Regions from separate parts of the Zea mays genome. Here region 1 is linked to region 2. A link is a contact called in public Hi-C data. All regions are on one chromosome and are shown on one strand. The core of a region is the stretch at or near the end of the contact, and the rest is flanking DNA. Distances in the headings are between cores, read along the strand shown.

Region 1 (4,988 bases), core at 1,980-4,479, 240 kb before region 2:
ACCAGATGTACCACCTGTACCAGTATTGCTATAACTTTCATCATCACCATATATATCATCCCATGCCTCTGTGGCCTTACTAGAACCACTACCTGACTGTGGTTGAGGATTTAAGCAAATACCTCCAAATTTGGCCTCATAAATTTGATACGTCTTAGTTAATTTGGTTCTAATACATGAAGGATATCTACTATAATCAGTCCCATTAAGAGTAGATAATCTTTGAAGAACTTTATGGAAGCCCCTCATCTTTGCTCTAGGATCAAGAATGAAAGCAAATGCATAAAGAATGGGTATGTCCCTCCAATATTTCAGAAATTTTGTTTTCATAGGCACAACAGCAGTTCTTAAAAGTTCATGGTTCTCATATGCATTTAGATGTCTAGCAATTTTCAAAATATGGTGCAACATTAAGGGTGATGTAGGGTAATATATTCCAGATAGTGCAACAGTTGAGTCATAGAATAACTAAAAGAAAGACAATAATTTTTCTGCAACAACCCAATGATTATCACTCAACAAACAAGACCCATCATCTTTGCCAGGATAATTAGTTCTAATCCACACATAGAAAGTGCTATGATAAGGAACTAAATGTTTAAGCATCAGGAATGTTGAATTCCATCTAACATCCATATCTACTCCAAATTTACGTGGTCTAACACCAACACTCATGCAATATTGTTTATAAGAAGCAATTCTTTGATTTGAAGAGTTTAAAAATGTTATAGCAGTCCTAAAGTCTTCAAGATATGGTTGTAAACGTTTCAAACAACTTTTAACAACCAGATTAATAATATGGCAAGCACAACGCTGATGCAAAAATATATTACTCAAATCACTCTCATTCCTAGTAGGTGCAGGTATCAAATGCCCAATATAACCAGCAAAGACAGGTTTCAGAACATCAATAGCAGTTTTGTTAGATGAGGCATTATCAAGCACAATGGCAAAAATCTTATCAGTAATGCTAAAGTCATTTGCAACCATTTCAACACGTTCAGCAATGTTAAGACCTGTATGAGCTACCTCTACAGGTCTAAGACCAAGTAATCTCTTTTCTAAACACCAATCAGAGTTCACAAAATGAGCAACAACACTTATATAGTCCTCTTTAGCTTTACCAGACCATATATCAGATGTCAAAGCAACAGATGAAACATGTTTAAGTACTTCAATCAGTTGTTCAACACGCTCATTAAACAGTCGGATCAAGTCTCTAGCAGTAGTTTGCCTAGAAGATTTAATAAACCTTGGATTGTGGGCATGGGTTATATACTCCTGAAAAGCACTAGATTCACCAAAACAAAGTGGCAGGTCTAGCCTAGCTATTAAACGACAAAGCTCAGTTCTAGCAACAGAAGGGGAATACTCCCAGTGATTAACAGGTCCATCTGCATTATATTTAAGCAAAGACTGTGTTTTTCCAGATCTGTCTTTTTCTTTCTTAGCAGGGCAAACATCCAGGTGTCGGATCAAATGGCCAGTTCCAGATGAAGATTTAGCAGACATGCTATTCTTGCAGTGAAGACAAATGGCAGATACTCTTACCTCCTTACCATTTTGAATCGCAGTTACCTCCTCAAAGTGCAGCCATACCTTAGAGGTCGGACCTCTCCTTCTAGAACGTTTACCAGGCATAGGGACAGAGGTGCTCGCGTCGGCCGTCGGGCTTGTGGAGCCCGTCCTCGTTTGTGCACCGGCGCCGTCCAGATCGATGGCACCAGCGGAGGTGGTACTAAGGAGGAGGCACCGGGCATCGTCTGCCTCGTTCTGCGCTTCAAGCCTCCGCTCCTCGATCACCGCATCAAGACTGAGCTCGTCGTCAGCCGAGACTGTGGACATGGCCACTGCCTCGGTCGGCTTCTCCGGCTCCTCACGGCGCGCGGCGCACACACACGGTGCACACCTCGACGAATCGAAGCAACAAGATCAAGAACAAGAAGACTAGGACTAGGATTAAGAGAGAGACGAGAGCAAGACCAAGAAAACCTTACCTGCAACACCGGAGCACCGGATCCACGAACCGGATGGCTGACGGTAGAGGCAGAGGAGCGAGCTTGGCGAAGATCGAGTTTTAGGGTTAGGGTTAGCGAGGGTCGATGGAGAGATGTAGAGAGTTCACAGAGAGGATGAAGCAAGAGAGGAGAGGAGCAGGAGGCGAGGACACCAGAGTTCACCGCTCCGTCGACACCGGAGGCGAGGACACCGAAGCCGAGTCGCCTGTCGCCGCCACGCGCCCACAGGAGACGGAGAGGCCGAGAGAGGAATAGTGGATGCTAGGGTTACGCGACGTCGACGCGACGGTACGAGCCGTGCCCTATACGCGTTTATTTGCGGATGTGGTTAACGGGTCGGCGTCGTGTCGCGTGTTACGTGGGCCATGCTCGTGCCTGCACCACGGGCCCACTTGGCAGCCCAAGCACGGCACGTGCACCGGGCCGGGCTGGCACGGGCACGCCGGCCGTCGTGCTGGGCCGGGCCTTTCCCGTGCTTGGGCATGCCGGGCGCCGGGCTACACCACGGGCCGGCCCGTTTTGGACATGTATACCTACAATCATATTAAACATTGAAGCTAAGACAACCACCCCACCTATGTCAGCGATTGATTTTGTGCGCTATTAAACCAGCTTTAGGTTGTGTCTAGCAGATTGTGTATATGATCGTGCAAAATAATGTTTTACACTGTAAATTGTGTTGTTTATGGAATAAAGTTTAAAATAAAGAATAAAATATGAGATAACATGGGTAATCTGCTGAAGATAACCTCTAAAAAATTACGACTATAAGAAAAGAAACTAGAATTACGGCTACAAGATACTATGATGGTTAAAACATTCAGCGAGGGGAAGGTATCAAGAAACAGGTATCAATGGATAGGTCGATTGTCGCTTTCATGTAGTTGATGAAATAAATACGCATTTTTGTACTTTAATAAATCAAATACTTCTAGATTTGACTAAATATATATGTAAAACCTATTAATCTTTATCATACCAAATAGATATTATTAAATTAATTATATTATATATTTTCATAACAAATATACCTACATATATTAATATTGATACAATTACATATAAATTTAGTGAAACCTGAGATTTTCTTACGAGATGGATTTTTTTTTGGATGGAGGTTCCTCTGACGTGTTGTAGTCTTACGGACACCTCGCGTTCAACTATTTTAATTGGATTTGAAGTTTCTTCCTTCTCCTCAAGTGGTGTTCACGTATAAACCAATCAGCTCCCGTCCCCGTCCCACACCACACACAGAGAAAGAGAAAGAGCCACGCATTGCACTTGGCTTGCACAAGCCCGGAGGAGCCCCAAACGCGGCGGCGGACGGAATGCGGCTGCGCCTGCCTCAGTCAGTACGCGTCTCTCACTCCCTCTCCCGTTCCTTCTCCCCGCACCGTTCGCCAGATCGTCTCTTCTCTCGGGACGGGCGCGCTCGGTCCAGGATCTGGAGGCAGGCGCTGCCTAATCAGTTCTTCCTTCGTTTCCTTTTTGTCCTTGGCAACACGCATCAAAGAAACCTGCAAAAAATCAGGCAGGTTTCGATTTGGGCCCAAATCTATCCTGATACAGTTGGTAGCTGACTGGCCGCGTGCTTGGAGCGCCAATATTTCCCCCAAACAATAGCGCCCTCCGTCCGCTTGTTGAAATCTTTATCCGGTGTGGAGTGGAGCTGCCGTTCAAACCTGTCATCTGATTACTTGGGTTGTTTTCCTTGCCGTTGAGCCTTGTGATGTGCAGTGAAGCCGCGAATTGTTTCATTACATTTGGATTTTTTTTAAGGCCTGGTGATCGAAACGATATAATACTTCATCTTCTATTTGGAGTTTCAGCTACTTGGGTGCCGTTTCTACATTGCAAGATTTGTCGGTGATAGTATATTCACGTTCGTACGCACATAATTCTACTGATATGGCAATACTCCCGGGCACATAATGATGTCAGTAAATTGTCTGAAATTTCAGAGAATTGGCCTGAAATCTTGCATCCTGTTGACCATTCCAACTTCTCCGCGTTGTTGATGTTGGTACCTTGAAATCTTTGTAGAACCAGTTAGCAATTCAACAAAAATGTTTGGTTATTTTATTTCAGAAGCAAAGCAGACTGCTGAGTAGCTGGACGGACATTGAACGAATCGGTCTGAATGCTTTGCTGACACCGAAACCTATTGCAGGTGAACATTCTGCTGTGATGGCGAAGGAGTACTACACTACGAGCAGCCTTGTGGTTGGGTACGCGCTGTGCTCGAGCCTGCTCTCGATCATCAACAAGTACGCCGTGACAAAGTTCGGTTTCCCAGGCCTCCTGACCGCTCTACAGTACTCGACATCCGCTGCTGGTGTCTGGATCCTCGGAAAGCTAGGCTTCCTCACACATGACCCCTTCAACCTGGAGACCGCAAAGAAGTTCGCGCCGGCGGCTCTCGTCTTCTACCTAGCCATATTCACCAACACGAACCTCCTCTGCCACGCCAACGTCGACACCTTCATAGTCTTCAGATCCCTGACCCCGCTCCTGGTCGCCATCGCCGACACGACGTTCCGGAAGCAGCCATGCCCTTCCAAGTTCACGTTCCTGTCCCTCGTGGTCATCCTGGGCGGAGCGGTCGGCTACGTGACGACGGATTCGGCGTTCAGCCTCACGGCGTACTCGTGGGCGCTCGCGTACCTGGTGACCATAACGACTGAGATGGTGTACATCAAGCACATCGTCACCAGCCTGGGGCTCAACACCTGGGGCTTCGTGCTCTACAACAACTTCCTCTCCTTGATGCTGGCCCCCGTGTTCTGGTTCCTTACAGGCGAGCACAGGTCGGTCTTCGCAGCGATGGAGTCCAGGGGCGAAGGCTGGTTTCAACTGGACGCCGTCGTGGCGGTGGCGCTGTCGTGCGTCTTCGGGCTGCTCATCAGTTTCTTTGGCTTCGCAGCCAGGAGAGCTGTATCGGCGACCGCGTTCACCGTGACCGGGGTCGTG
Region 2 (5,228 bases), core at 2,716-5,215:
AGAGGGTTTGGACATGCCTTTACGAAAGCGTCCACCGAAGCAGGGTCGCTTGGTGGATCGCAGCTGGATCTAAAAGGCATAGAACGGGAAACGGTCGATACCTCTTGATCGACGGGTGGTGACGAAGTCGCGTCAGGGGCGGACTGCACCGTTGTCTCAGGTACGAGGCTGACACCCAGCAAGTCCTTCGCGAGCGTGCTGGCATCGTCCGTCCGCTTGGAGTTGGCGTGTTGCGGGGAAACGACGCTCGTCTTTGTCTCAGACGCGAGGTCGAAGCCCGACGTGTCCCCCGTTGGGGCGCCGGCGCCGTCGACTCGCTCGACAGCCGACGAGGTGTCGCCTCCTGCTTGGCCATACCTGCCCCGCCTCCTCCTCCGTCAGCGGGGAAGGTGACAGGACAGACCCGGATGTTGCTCTTCCGCCACGAGGGGAAGACGTCGTCGATTCCACCGCCGGCGGGTAGGCCGACGGCCGCCATTGTCGCTGTCGCGCGGCGGAGGAAGGAGTATCATGTCGTAGCCACCGTCGAGGGACATGAACTCAAGACTCCCGAAACGAAGAATCGTCCCGGGTTGGAGAGGTTGCTAGAGACTACCCATCTGGAGCTTGACGGGAAGCTATTCGTCAACACACAGCAGGCCCCTACCTGGCGCGCCAACTGTCGGCGTTTCGACCCCGGGGGGGTCCCTGGACCGACGAGTAAATTGTCGCCGCGTGTCCCAGCCCAGATGGGTCGGCGCGAGACGGAGCACGAAGGGGGGAAGGGAACAGGCAAAGGGGAAACCCGCGGCCTTTGTGTTGCCCTGCGCCCAGGTCGGGTGCGCTTGCAGTAGGGGGTTACAAGCGTCCGCGTGGGAGAGAGCGAGAGACTTACGCGTCGGCCCGTTCTCCTGTGCGGCCAACCTTCTCGTAGAGAGCCCTGGACCTTCCTTTTATAAGCGTAAGGAGAGGGTCCAGGTGTACAATGGGGGGTGTAGCAGTGTGCTAACGTGTCTAGCAGAGAGGAGCTAGAGCCCTAAGTACATGCCGTCGTGGCAGCCAGAGAGGTTTTGGCACCGTGTTCGTGTGATGTCTTGGCCGTCGGAGGAGCGCTGGAGCCTTGCGGAAGGACAGCTGTCGGGGCTGTCGAGTCCTTGCTGACGTCTCCTTGCTTCCGTAAGGGGCTGAGAGCCGCCGTCGTCATGGAGCACGCGGGGCGCCATCATTATTTGTTTACCGGGACGAGCTAGATGGGACGTCGATCTTGTTTCCCGTAGCCTGAGCTAGCTAGGGGTAGGGTAATGATGGCCCTTCCTGTGACGTGGTCGGTCCGAGCCCTAGGTCGGGCGAGGCGGAGGCTCCTCCAAGGCCGAGGTCGAGTCCGTCTTCTGAGGCCGAGGCTGAGTCCGAGCCCTGGGCTCGGGCGAGGCGGAGTACGTCGTCTTCCGGAGCCGAGGCTGAGTCCGAGCCCTGGGTCGGCGAGGCGGAGTTCGTCGTCTTCCAGAGCCGAGGCTGAGTCCGAGCCCTGGGTCGGGCGAGGCGGAGTTCGTCGTCTTCCGAAGCCGAGGCTGAGTCCGAGCCCTGGGGTCGGGCGAGGCGGAGTTCTTCGTCTTCCAGAGCAGAGGCTGAGTCCGAGCCCTGGGGTCGGGTGAGGCGGAGTTCGTCGTCTTCCGGAGCCAAGGCTGAGTCCAAGCCCTAGGGTCGGGCAAGGCGGAGTTCGTCGTCTTCCGGAGCCAAGGCTGAGTCCGAGCCCTAGGGTCGGGCGAGGCGAAGTCCATCTTCCGAGGCCGAGACGGGGGGCCGAGCCCTGGGGTCGGGCGAGGCGGAGCTTCCTATGGCGCCCGAGGCCGGACTTGGCTGCTGTCAGCCTCACTCTATCGAGTGGCACAACAGTCGGAGTGACGCAGGCGGCGCTGTTTTCTTGTCAGGTCGGTCAGTGGAGCGGCGAAGTGACTGCGGTCACTTCGGCTCTGTCGACTGAGGAGCGCGCGTCAGGATAAGGTGTCAGGCCATCCTTGCATTAAATGCTCCTGCGATATGGTCGATTGGCGTGGCGATCTGGCCAAGGTTGCTTCTCTGCGAAGACTGGACCTTGGGGGAGCCGAAGGTGTGTCCGTTGCTCGAGGGGGGCCTCGGGCGAGACGTGAATCCTCCGGGGTCGGCTGCCTTTGCCCGAGGCTGGGCTCGGGCGAGGCGAGATCGTATCCCTTGAGTGGACTGAGCCTTGACCTTAATCGCGCTTATCGGGCCTTTGCAGCTTTGTGCTGATGGGGTTACCAGCTGAGATTAGGAGTCTTGGGGGTACCCCTAATTATGGTCCCCGACAAGCTGCTAACCAAAAATTCAACCGAAAACTCAGTTTGTATATAAAATTTTTTTTTTTGTTAAGGTACAGATTGAACCAACTCAAACATGAAATAAAAAAAAAACTTAAGGAGTTGTATGTACATTGTTTATAGATGAGGAGAGTAATTTAGACTCTTCCTTTTGTTTATAAAATGCTACCCAGATTCACTTTTGAGATTTGGAAGAGTTTTTTCATATAAAAGACAACAAATGTTCGGAGCATGCCATGTTTGGAAGGTAACTCCAGCTGGTTGCATGACAGTCTGAGGCCTATCGTGTCATGTTGCATGATGACAGTGGATACGCAGTCGCAAAGACCAGTCCAAGAGGCTCAAAAACGCATACCGAACTTTTTGGCGAGCCAGCGTGTGAACATGGATGCATGCGTGGAGCGGAGGGCGCACCGAAACAAAACCCCTATTGAGGAAAGTGCGGCTCACCTCACCTTTGTGCGGCTGCTTCTCGACGCCTTTCAAACAGACATGGAATATCTATAGAGATGAACACTAAAGCGACTAGGGAAAAATTTTTGCGTAATAAAACTTGTTGGGTAATCGTTATACAATTAAACTACCAAAAACAATAAAAAGTCATTGATCCACTTTATTATTTATCTTACTAATGTATTAAAATTTAACCTCTCTAAATTTAAGATATGTAAAAAAGAGAAAATTCAACTATTTTTAATTCGTAATATTAAATAGTTTTTTGGTCTTGTAACATAAGGTGAAATAGAGTTTAACATTTGATATGTTGATAGAGTGAATAACAAAATACATCTATAAATGCTTTAAGACTTTTTTTCCCTGATTTTCGATAGTTTGATTGCATGCCGATCATAAAAAAACTTGATTACACAATGATTTGTGTCAAGTGAAGAGAACTTGGTATCGATACGATACATATCGTTACGGATGTTTATTGTTTTATTTTAGTTTGATAAAAAAGAACAATAATAGCAAGCCTTTTCGTGAAAAGTGTATTAGTTTTTGAAAAAAAACACTTTGTTTTTTTATTAAAAAATTACGGCAGTTAACGTATTTTAAAATACAGAAGAAGAATCAGAACATCATTATCGTAGAATTTTGGAAATCCAGCAATGCTACAATTGGTTCCAGGTAGTCTAGTACCTGGTATCAGCTGATATAAATAAATATAGACATTAATGGTAAATCCGGGTACACAGGACGGCGTACCCGTGGGATTTTGCGGTACGCCCAGGCCCAGGCGGCATTACCATTATTATTACTATTATTTGTTGTTATATAATTTACTGTGCCTGCGCCATCGCCTCACACGTTTCGTCTCCCTGCACCGCTCCTCCTCATCGTCGTCTCCCCACCTGACCTGACCCGACCGAACCGACCCGACCACTCCTCCCCTGCTCTTCCGCCCCAAGCAAGACCCATTAAACCCCCTCGCCCTCTCCTTTCGGGGCTCATCTCGCCTCTCCCCCGTCCCCTGCCTGGACCCTCCCGATCCGCCTCTCCTCGGATTCCGGGTGGTTCCCATTCCATCGACGTACCCCCTAGTATTCACTGCTTCGGTGTTGTGGGCTCCGTAGATCGACGTGGCACCAGAACTATCGTAAGTGCTGTGCTCTCTTCTCTACCCGGTCAGTTGCTTCTTCTTGTTCGGGCGAGAATTGCGTTTCGATTTTCCTTTGATTCTGCGATCTAGTGTTTTTCGGGTTATTTCTTTTCATGGTATTTAATTTTCTCTGGGCATTATACGTCGGTGACAACGTAATACTTCTCTGTTTTTTTTACATCTATGAAACCAATCAATTTCTCGTGGGAATAGAAAAAAAAAGATAGCAGCTTTGTTTCTCCTATGGTCTGGTTCACATCGGGCCTATTTCTGATTCTTCTCTCTATTTGATTGATCCGCAGCGCGCTAGCTGTTGATTTATGTCGCCTGCTCTGCTGCCGCTCCATGGTTCTGAGCTCACGTCGTCAGCATCCTCTTCTTGCTCCTTTCTCCAGCCTGGGCAGGGGGGCGCCAGAGACTGCGGGTTTCGCTTCAGGATCTCAGGGTAATATAACTCGCTGTTCGATTGGCTGGTTGTTTCACACCAAGGATTCAATCTGCTCTGCTACTCTCTTCCATCCAGTCACCAGTTTATATACATAGAGATTAGAGAGTGGCTATGGTATCTGTTGTCTCTCTGTCCGACATTAATAATAGGGTTAATTGTATACATGCCACTCAAACCCTTAATAGTAATGTATGGCAGCGCAGCCCCTTGCTAATTTGTTCAATGTTGTCAGCATGATTTTTCTTATCCGCGCTCCTTAAAAATGTTTGGTCATCTTACAGCTGTAAATATAATACTAATATGGAAGTTGCCATGACTCAACTGATCAATTTCTTACCATGTACAGTAATTGCGTTCTCTACTATTCACGTTAATTCCCACATTTGGCAATAACCAGCTCACAATGCGTCGAAACGTTTTCATAACTGAATCTCCCGTTTCCTATGATATGATATGACCATCAAAATGCCACCTTTTGGTTTGGCATGCAAAGATGGAGGTTTACATAAGTAAATATTGTTCCGTTTATTTGAATTTGGAAAGTTTCCTCTAGTAATGCACAATGGTTTCAGATTTGGATTTGGGGTGAAGTACTCTGGGTTTCTACATTTAGGCCCTCGCTTCCTACTTTGCCGCACCTGAGATAGTAAAAGAGTTCAAGAATCCCCCCCAAATCACAGTCAGTCTTGGGTAAGTGTTTAACTACAAGGACATATTTCTTGAATTATTTATCAATTGTATCTGCTGTTTTTACTGTCACAAAGATTTCCCTTTTTCAAAACTTGATTGAAGCAGGTGCATCATCTTACAATCTTGTCTGGTTTGTATATTCTATCAGGTCTGGTTTGGGTGGATTTCATTACGT

What was found. Hi-C and Micro-C count contacts between places; a contact is called where the count stands out from the background.
Region 1: a contact with region 2 is called in a Hi-C map of root tip, with 5 times the contacts expected there. The contact joins the promoter of LOC100191349 here to the promoter of LOC100272413 in region 2. A contact is called at or near these places in 5 of 25 Hi-C or Micro-C datasets (ear, leaf, root tip and 1 more).

What each region holds. Positions count from the first base shown.
Region 1 is chr7:90,142,501-90,147,488 of Zm-B73-REFERENCE-NAM-5.0, reverse strand. LOC100191349 reads left to right here and starts at 3,229. Exons shown (of 2, transcript NM_001136783.2): 1 at 3,229-3,370; 2 at 4,189-4,988. The coding sequence starts at 4,206.
Region 2 is chr7:89,899,657-89,904,884 of Zm-B73-REFERENCE-NAM-5.0, reverse strand. It overlaps LOC100272413, which reads left to right and starts at 3,965. Exons shown (of 4, transcript NM_001146891.1): 1 at 3,965-4,360; 2 at 4,936-5,053; 3 at 5,202-5,228.